Linked DNA regions of Rattus norvegicus: region 1 is linked to region 2. Evidence: chromatin contacts called from public Hi-C data. All regions are on one chromosome and are shown on one strand. Each heading gives the region's core, a stretch centred on a gene start, on an enhancer-like site or on the middle of the called end of the contact. The rest is flanking DNA. Distances are from core to core; before and after follow the strand shown. Region 1 overlaps Tgfbrap1 (transforming growth factor, beta receptor associated protein 1). Region 2 has its middle 67 kb from the start of Mrps9.

Region 1 (5,036 bases), core at 1,885-4,384, 150 kb after region 2:
TATTCCAACTTAAAACATGCTTCATTGAAAGGAATGTGGGTTCAAGGTATTTAAAAGAATCCTATCTGTATTATCTAACAAGTTTCTGGAACAGAAATAAAAACTTTTCTTTTGTTCCCCCTGTAGTTAGGCTTCCAGAATATGGCACAGCCTAGGGGCAGTGTCAGACCTGATCAAGGCTCGCCCTTAGCGGGCTGATGGGCTGAGTCTTACTGACCAGGTCACTTTGCTCTCCTGTGGGCTGCGAAATAGAGGACAACACGAGTTCTTACCCTCTGCAATGGATATTCCCAGGACAACTCTCAGTTCAGTGCCAAGGTTAATACAAAGTGATAGGCACTGGTATCTGACCTAATGCCCGAGGCAGATATCGCCAGCCTGGGGGTGAGGGAGTAAAGGGCTGGCTGTATCGCCTGTGTCAAGTACAGACACAGGCACAGATGCCACAGCACACAGGCTCCACCCCTGTCCTACAGTAAATTAAATGTCAGCAAATAATTGCTAAGAGGTTGCCATATTAGGGCACAGACAGAGGTAAAATGGAGATGGGAGCTGCAGATTCTATGCTTGGACTATGACATTTCTCTTAAGGGGCTGGAACACAGCAGATCTGGGGGCCTATGGGGTGCAGGTGCCACCCCAGGGATACAGAGTGAGGAAGGTACCAAAGCCAGTAGAAGGTGAATCATAAATGATGTGTTTTACAGCTCAGTCCAAAACCCATCAGGACAGCTCTGAGGAAAGGGGCTCAAGGAATCACCCTATGGAACCCAAACACTGCACTCTGGGACAAAGGCTCGCTCGGTCCCACAGAAGTCTCTCACTGGGATGCCAAGTTTATCCTCACCTTTCAACAAGTGGACACGGTACAAGTCAGACTTCTGGAGCAGCCTGCGGAGTTTGGCCTGTGTCTCGGTGGCTTCTACATCCTTGCCTCCAGTGGGTGCCCTCTGCCGAAGCACTTCCTCCAGGTAGAGGAGGGCAAGGTGGGTGTGGTACTCTTCTTTCTGTGGGAATCAGGGATGCACCAGACAGTGTTTACATGAGGGAGGCAGATTCTCGAATACAGTGGACAGGATACCCTCAGGGACTGGAGACCTCCCAGGAACCCCAACACAGAGGGATATTATAGTCTGTACTGCTATAGCTCGGATGCTAAATGTGTTCCCAAAGCCCATGTGTTCAAAGTCCCCATGGGACAGCTACTGGGGGTGGGGGTGGAGCCTGGGAGGGATGTGGTCAATGGGAAGGAGGGGGACCCTACCCTGCCCTCTTGACTTTCTGGATACAACACTGCCTTTTTCTGCTAAGAAACCTAATAAAAAAGAATGGGACAATCTGTCACAGACTGAAAAACTGTGGGGTAAACTCCTCTGCTCTTCACAAGTTAATTGCCTCGGATATTTTGTCACAATGATGGAAAGATGATTAACGCATGTCAGGGACACCCGGGAGAAAAAGGCTTTAGGTATTCTGTAAATGACACAGCTTCTCCCATTCCCTGTGGGGACAATAACAAAGCGAGGAGGAAGGCGGAGTAGAGATGAGTCTTGAGGTAGAGCATCTACTTCTGCTCCCTCCGGGTCTCTGTCACTAAGGCTCACACGGCCTCGAATAATCAACAGGCAGACTGAGTGACCAGGGAGTGAGACCTGCCCCAAAAGTGACAGTCAGGTTCCCTCTCCTAGGCTGTCAGTGACACCGCAGCCACAGACCTTCTGTTAGGCTGTGTGCTCACCTGCAATCTCCTGTCGATAACGAGATGTTCCAGATACTTAACCAGGGCTTTAGGGTATTTCTTAAGGCAACTAATAATGTCGTCTGGATTAAAACTAGTTTGCTGCTGCTCGTCCAAAGGTCTCTTGGTGAAAACCTGAACTCCAACCTGCAGAAAGAGCAGCAATTCAGTTTCTTGGTCTTTCTTTTGGCCACTTAACAGTCATGTTTTGGCTACAACCATCATGCAGGATGCACTGATAAGCAGGTACAACTTCTCATATGTCACACTTATCTCAAAAACATGGAGGAAAAAATGGTCCAGCAAGAAAGACCAAACAAAGCGTATGCCACGGACAGGAAAGAGGCACTAAGCAACCCTCCCCACACACTGCCGGGATTTCTTTTAAGATGGCTGGACACTAACAAGTGGAGCAGTCACTGGTAACAGACTTTGACAGCCATGCAACAAACGCTGGCACTATTAAGATGATCCCAAATAGAGGCTGTTTCTTGCAAAGATCAAGTGAGAAAATCCAGAAAGTATGAAAACTCACAGTGTGCTCTCGGCTCTCTGAATGCTGTCTGACTAGTAGATTATTTACTGTGCTGGGCTAATCTGCCTTCTGAGCGTGTAGTCCCTGACAGCTTCCAGGTTGCCTTCTGATCGATGCCTGCCATGCGGAGCCCCCGGATCAGTTGTGCTATTACACCTTGTTGGGTTCTCCCTGCACTGACATGTGTACTGTTGCTTGCTCACATGTGTGTATGCACACATGCTCACATACCCTGTGAACCCCAAACATGAGACCCGTAACACAGCTACAGGTTGGACTGTTTCTTGGTTCTGCTTGCCTACATGACCTTGAAAGAATCTGTTAACCCCATCTGTGAACCACGACCTCCAAGAGATGACAGAGGTCACGTGGAGGGTGACACACAGAATAATTCTGTGTGTTTGGCTGAGATAACTCTGTAAATGGAAAGGACCCAAACCTTTCAATGACACTGTATCTGCACTGTAGGAACATGTGCAGGTACATTCTGTAGGTATATGCCCAGACATAAAAGATGAATGCAAGGGCCAGGGAGCAGGCTTAGGAGGCAAAGTCCTTCCTGCTAACTTGACTATTTGAGTTCAATCCCTGAGATACATGCAGTGGAAAGTGAGAACCTTAACTGTCTTCTGACTGCCACACATACAGTATGGCATATGTATATACATGTATGTGCACAAACACACACAAATAAATACATAAATGCAGTTTTAAATGTTTCAGTATGAGAGGAATAGGGACTCTGACCTAGCTTAGGAAGTGGGATGGATAACAGGAGTCCGCCCTGCTCTGTCCTACCCTGCATCAGGGTCTGATCTTATCTCTACCAAGGAAGCCAAGGAAATGGATCTGCTATGCCTGCTGCCTTAGTCCTGGTAACTTGTGGAGCCTCCTTAAGGTCTCTGTCCCTCTGTCCTGAGCATGCTGCCTGGCTCTAGAGCAAGGGTTCTCAACCTGTAGTTCGGGACCCCTTTGGGAGTTGCCTATCAGATATCATGGATATCTGATATTTAATATTATGATTCATAACAGTAGCAAAGTTACAGTTGGGAAGTAGCAATGTAATAATTTTATGGTTGGGGGTCAACCACAACATGAAGAACTGTATTAAAGGATCACAGCATTAGGAAAGTTGAGAACCGCTGCTGTAGAGCCAAGAGCCCACAGCGGCTTTTACTGTTGTCCTCTCTCAGCCTCCAAGATGAGCCAGGTCATGTTCATGACACTTGACACCTCCATGTCCACAGCCTCTCAGAAGCAGAAGAGGACGGTGTGGCCCAGATCTGAGCCACCTCTTGCAAAAGGCCAGTCTGTGTAGAGTAAGAACCTGTACCCATCCCAGAGAACAAAATGCAGACTTCTGTTCCCTGGCAAGTGAAGGGGGAACTGCAGGAGTGTTCTCAGAATACCAGGGGCATGAGAGCGCTCTGCAGGGAGAGGCTTCTGCAGAAACCTCAGCACAGCAGACTACATTTTGCTTATGCTCAAAGGAAGGCAATAAAAGGGGCACAGAGTAAAACAGGGGGAGACCGAATGCAGCTTTTTTCTCTTCCACCTAAAGCTGGGGGGAGCTTTGGTGTCAGATTTCTAGCAGCCATTCCTAAGAGATCCATTTATGAAACACGAACCTCCTGGCTTTTCTGCAACAGCCAGTCAGCATGGGTCCACACCAGCTCTTGGTCTAGGCAGTAGGTAAGAAAATCAACGATGTATTCATACAGGTCTGAGCGTGTGGAGTCCTGGATGTCCCCATTCACAATGTTCACCCACAACTGAAAGGAAATAAAACAAAACCAAGCGTAGAGCTAGAATATTATGTATCTTGCAGAATTCGCTTAGAAAATGCTTGTTTTCTTACTTGATTTCTCATAATTTTCAGAACACACAGGATGAACTGTCCCCACATGAAAATCTATAATTTGAGCATTCACAAGCATGTTGACAGTACAACCTGGATTTTGGGCTTTCAACTGGACAGCTGACTGGGGAGGCTCTAGCTTCCTATGCTACTTCAAAATCTGAAAAACTCTAAAATCTAAAACAATTCGGGCCCTGAGCATTTTGAATAAAGAATGATATAGTACAGAAAGCTATAAATTCTATAATTTTTTGAGAAATAAATCTGAAAACCCAAATGTGCCAAATCTGAATTTTCAAAATTTGAGATGATGCTAAATGTGGAAAATTCCAAACTATCCAACTTGATTTTGAGCACAGACTTATAAAAATTATTTTCATGCTATTTGTGCAAGACAAATTTAGCTTATGCTTGGGTCTTATGTCCAAGACATCTCCCTTTGTACATGCAAATACTTCAAAATCTAAATCTTCAATGCTGTGGCGACCCCCAACTAAAGCTAACAAGGATGCTCAGTGCGGTCCTGCTTTCTTCAGAACGGAATTCACCAGCTACATAATCGAATCAAAGTCCACCGAAAAGTTTTAATGGAGTTTGCACCACTTGCCCCATGTTATTCAAGTATGCGAATCTTTCTCCATAGCTGTGCTAATAGTATTATAACACACACACACACACACACACACACACACACACACACACACACACACACAGTCATTCTAAAGATGCCACTGCTATGTCTTAAAAAATAGACATTTTGTTTGCAATATCCGCGTCTGCTCTTGGCCTTGAGGCTTGTGTTGATGGAAGCTCATTTTCCTGCTTTCTTCACTCTTTATGCCCTTGTGATGCTTTAGCAAAGAGGCTGCAGACTAAACTCACAAAGGCATGGCCAAAGTCAGGGA
Region 2 (4,949 bases), core at 1,867-4,366:
AGTGGGAATGGGCCACCTCTGAGGTAGGTGATAGGGACATGACCTCACCTGTCACATGAAGCTGGTAGCAAAGGGGTTGAGAAAGGGCTGGAGAAATACGTGGCACAGAATACATGTTCAGGAAGTCAGTCTCTGTGCCTGCTGGGCCTCTCCTTGCCTGCTGGGAAGTGGAGGCAGAGTCCCTCCTCTTCCAGGTTCTGAGGACCGCGCAGAAGACCTAAGTGAAACCCTGACACCGTTGACACTGGACAGACTTGCAAACGTATTATCAGCGCTGGCTAACACCTTCAAAACCATCCAAAGGAGAAAGTGAGTTTCACCTTCTGGTGGTGTTTATTCTGTTGACCACTCAGCTTTCTCACCAGTCCCTGGCCGGGCAGTCAACTACCAGGGTTTCTCTTTTCTGTGGAAAGAATCAACTGGAAGCCCACACTAACGATTTCTCAGTGGATATGAATCCTGCTGCTAACATCTTTTTTGGAATCCATGCTGATGTTGGGGCTTTGTAGGGATTCTGCATGGCCTAATTTCCCTTCCCAACTTGATTTGATCAAGTAAATGACACCCCGCTGTAAACCACTAGCTTTCTGGTCTCCAGCCCACACCTTGATTTTGCTCTAGAAAGACCAAGCCTGCAGAACTGTAGTGCAGAGGAGAGTACAATAGTGCTTCACTCCTCAGCCAGCTCAGCAAGTTACTGAGTTCACCTAAGGCTCTGATACTCCACGGTGACAGGAGACTCATAGGTGTGACCAGAATACAGATTAGCCTGCTCCTGCTTGTTTTAGGGAACAGGGGACTGAAGGAATCTAGGAGCTCACAAAACAGGTCACTTGTACCAGGTCACAGCTGATGGTGGCTTAGACCACAATACTAACAGTTGAGGCTGAGAAGGGGACAGATTGGCTTAATTGATTGATCAAAACAAATTGGATTGATTTGAAAGCCAGTCTCAAAATCAAGAGGAAGGGATTCTTGATTTATCTGAAGGTTGTTACCCCAACCCTGAAAGTTGGTGGACCCTGCCAATAACCACCAGCGTGATAAATTATACAACGCATATTGTGATCACAGCCGAATTATAGTCTTTTTCTAGGTGGAGGGAAAACTGGGAGAATTTGTAGCAATGGAGAAAACCAGGCCAATTAGAAAGAGCAGGACTTTTTTTTTTTTAATTGAAGTTATCTGTCAGTGAAGCTCAGGGATAACCTTAGTTAATGCCCACCAGCGTTACCTGGAGGCTTTGTAAGGAAAGTTGTGGTCTTCTCCCCTGAATCCCTGAGGAACACTACTTTCATGAGTAAGTGTTCTCAGGGGAGGCAGGTGCGGTGAGCATCTGTAGCCCCAACACTCAGGAGACAAGAGAAGCGGCTTGGGATTCCAAGACCAAACCAGGCGCTGTAATGATCTGTATTGACCAAACAAATACAATCCCCAGGATGGGAACCACATGGTTAAATGTCTCAGACATTTGATCCAGCTGTTGCAACCAAATCCATTCCCAGGCAAGCAACATGGTAAGTAAACACAATGGACCAACGCAAGGCCAGTGGGTGGAGATGAAAAAAACCATTGTCAGTAAAAATTGCTGTGAAAACATTGAATTTGGATTTGGGCTCCTATTGGTAATTTCCCGTAGTCCCTTTAACAAGAGATTCCTGTCTATCCAGTGGCTACTTAACCTAAATTACCATGAAATTTAGTCAGTTGTCAGCTCACCCTACTGAATCTCCTTGAATCAAGATAGCGATTCACTGAAGCCAAAACAGAAGGGGAGAAGTGTCTAGTTAAGAGCAGCACTGGCTGGTCTTCCAGAAGAGCTGGACTCTATTCCAAGCACCCACATAAAGACTACCAAACTACTAACTCCTGTTCTCGGGGATCTGATGGCCTCTTCTGGTCATCTTGGGCAATGTGCACACATGGCTCACAAACATACATGCAGGCAAACATTTATACATATAAAAATAAATACTTAAAGAGAATTGCTATTCTTAAATACATTCTTACTTAATAAAGTACACACGTGGCTGCATTTGGCTTCTAAGATACATGTGTGCAGGTGTCGCTATAGACTATAGGATTATGAATGATTTAAAAGCTTGCTTTCCCCGTTATATATGTTTAGAAGTTTATACATCTTGTTCATAGTTGTTTGAATTGATGGATATGTGTGTGTGTGTGTGTGTGTGTGTGTGTGTGTGTGTGTGTGTGTGTGTGTCAGGATCTCATAAAGCCCAGGCTGGGCTCCAACCCTGTGTGTAGCCGTAGATGACCTTGAATGTCTGATCCTCCTGCTTCTACCCTGCATTCTGAGTTTATGGGGGTGCACCATTATGCAGTGCTGTGGATTGAACCGAGGACTCTGTTCATGCCAGCCAAGTGCTGTACCAACTGGGTCCTTGGTTTGAATTCTTTAAAGAGTCACATAATTTGTTAAGCATTATAGAATATGGTAGTTCCCCTCATTCTGAGAGTCCGCATTCCACTGTGTAAGTTATCGGAGCGGAACTGTGGTCTAAAAATGTTAGGTTGAAGTAAACATTTCACACATTTTAAAATTCATTCCTCTCTGAGGAGCTTGGTGAACTGCATCACGATGTTCTGGTTGGAAGGAGCCGCTCCTATGTCCAGCATACTCATGCTGTGTACAATACAAGTTTCTTGGTAGCCATGCCAGTTATTAGGTCAACAACTGAACTGATAGCACAAGGGCTGCTATCCAAGTAACACTCATCTTATTTAACAGTGGCCCTGAGGTGCTAGAGTGAGTGCTAATTCTGTGAATTCAGATAGACAACACCCAGGGATGGAGAGGGAGAGGGAGTGGGGAGGGAGGAGGAAGAGGGGCGGGGAGGAGGGAGTGAGAGAACATTAGAACATTCATGGGCCTTTAATTACAGAATACTGTAATCGTTCTATTATATAATTTTTTTAGTAAAAAGCATATGTGGTTTGTTACCATTCACACTCAGGTATGCAGTGGGGTCCCGGAATGTATCTTCACAGATGCGGGAACGGCTACTGTGCACTGGTTTTTCTATGTGGGAAATAGTAGCATCCTAATTAGTACCCTCATTTAGCCACAAGATGGAGCAGTGTACAACAGAATCAGCAGCTGAACGGCCTGGCCGTGAAGAAGGGATGTCGGCCTCCTACATGGGAGCACAGTGATCCCTGGGCACTGTGTGCCTTCTAACAATGTCGGCTGTATGCATTGTCTTTCCAAATCCTCCCACCTCAGAAACACTCATAAATTCTCATTTCTCTCTTTATGCTTTCATTTGTACCTGAAATTGTCTCACCGTTAAATCCTAATGAAAGACATAACCGGTTAGAAAGATTTGCAGCCAAGCGTCTGGGGCTTAAGAAGCCCCTCCCTCAGAAGAGCGCTTGGGTAAGTCTGGTGTGCACTTCTTCCACCTCTAACCGGTGCAGTCCCCAGAATGACAACCACTGGACATCAGTCGTCATTTCATAACTGTGTTTGATCGATGATCTGAACCACTTGTCAGCTCTCTAAATGTACCAAAAAGTGGGGTGGAGAGGAAACATAGAAGGCATTTGATTGAAATTAGATGAAGGCAACTGCTGAGAGCTTCAGACACCCCTTCCGAGCAGAAGAGGGTGGTGGTCATACAAAACCCGGGTGTTCAGGGATGCTCAGTCTCAATGCAGATCACAGGGTGACTAGATCAGCTTGCTGGCTGACTTCCTTCCTTTTTCCTTTTGGGGTGGTAGTGGTTTGAGACTGTTTCTCTGTGTAGTCTTAGTTGTCTTGGAACCCACTTTGTAGACCAGGCTGGCCTCAAACTCAGAGATCTACCTACCTCTGCCTCCCAGGTGCTGGGACTAAAGGCCTAGGCCACTGTGCCCAGCTCTGCCTAGCCCCCCACTACCCAGCCTGGCATGGTGTCCAGGCTGCCAAGGTGATTGCCTTTCTTTCTTCCTCCCTTCCCCTCTCCCTCTCTCCTCTATCCTTTTATGAACAGGTGAATGGTTTATATTTTGCTTCTCTATTTTTCTAATAAATCCTTGTCTCTAACTCTTAAACTTCTATGATTGTTATGGCAAGAAATTTCAAAACTCTTCTAGCTATTTTTAAAATGCATGGTTTGTTACTCTCTAGCTGTGGTCACCATATTGCACAAAAGAACCTTAGAACTTAAGCCTATCTAACTGTAACTTAGCAGCCATCGGCCAAACTCCCCCAGCCCTCCATTCTATGGCCAACTTCTGAGGTCAGTATTCTTTTTTGTCCTCATGAAGGAGGACAATGTGCAAGGCTTGTCTTTCCAATGCTGGCTCATTTCACTTATTCTAATGCCCTCCAGGTTCATTTAGGCCAGAAGTTCTCAACCTGTGGACTACAACCTTTTGGGGGTTTAGTATCAGAAATCTTGTGTATCAAACATTTACATAACAATTCACAACAGTAGCAACATTACAGTTATGAAGTAGCAACAAAAATAACTTTACGGTTGGGGATCTCCACAGCATGAGAAACTGTGTGAAAGGTTGAGAACCATTGGCTTAAGCATATTGCTTCTCTCAGAAGGATCCTGAGATTCTCAGAAGGATCTACCGGAAGCACCCATTCCTGGCAATGCTCAAACCAGAATGCAGGCTGTGGTGATTTGAATATGCTTGGCCCATGGGAAGTGGCACTGTTAGGAGGTGTGGCCTCATTGGAGGAAGTGTGGCCTTGTTAGAGGAAGCATGTAACTCAGGAGGCAGGGCTTTGAGGTCTCACATACGTGCTCAAGTCTGGCCAGCCTGACAGACCTCCCCCCACCCCCAGGGCTGCCTGTGGAAGGCAGTCTCCTCCTGGCTGCTTTTGAATTAAGATGTAGAGCTCTCAGCTCCTCCAGAACCATGTCTGCTATGCTCCCTGTCATGATGAAAACCGATGATAAACTTCTGAAACTCTGAGCCAGCCCCGATTAAAT

The links. A called contact is a pair of places that touch in the nucleus more often than the background predicts.
Region 1: a Hi-C map of psoas muscle shows a contact between it and region 2, with 4 times the contacts expected there. The contact joins two enhancer-like sites. A contact is called at or near these places in 12 of 12 Hi-C or Micro-C datasets (the A7r5 cell line, the Rat2 cell line, Schwann cells and 7 more) and 1 of 1 datasets of contacts at active chromatin or transcription factors (oligodendrocytes).

What each region holds. Positions count from the first base shown.
Region 1 is chr9:52,818,362-52,823,397 of GRCr8, forward strand. It overlaps Tgfbrap1 (transforming growth factor, beta receptor associated protein 1), which reads right to left. Exons shown (of 12, transcript NM_001393981.1): 8 at 3,902-4,045; 9 at 1,739-1,885; 10 at 848-1,007. Among named protein-coding and RNA genes, the nearest start is that of Gpr45, 23 kb to the left of the region's middle. Within about 2 kb of position 3,135, at least 1 of the 93 cell types and tissues checked has an H3K27ac peak or open chromatin away from gene starts, as enhancers often do.
Region 2 is chr9:52,669,930-52,674,878 of GRCr8, forward strand. No RefSeq gene overlaps it. Among named protein-coding and RNA genes, the nearest start is that of Mrps9, 67 kb to the left of the region's middle. Within about 2 kb of position 3,117, at least 3 of the 93 cell types and tissues checked have an H3K27ac peak or open chromatin away from gene starts, as enhancers often do.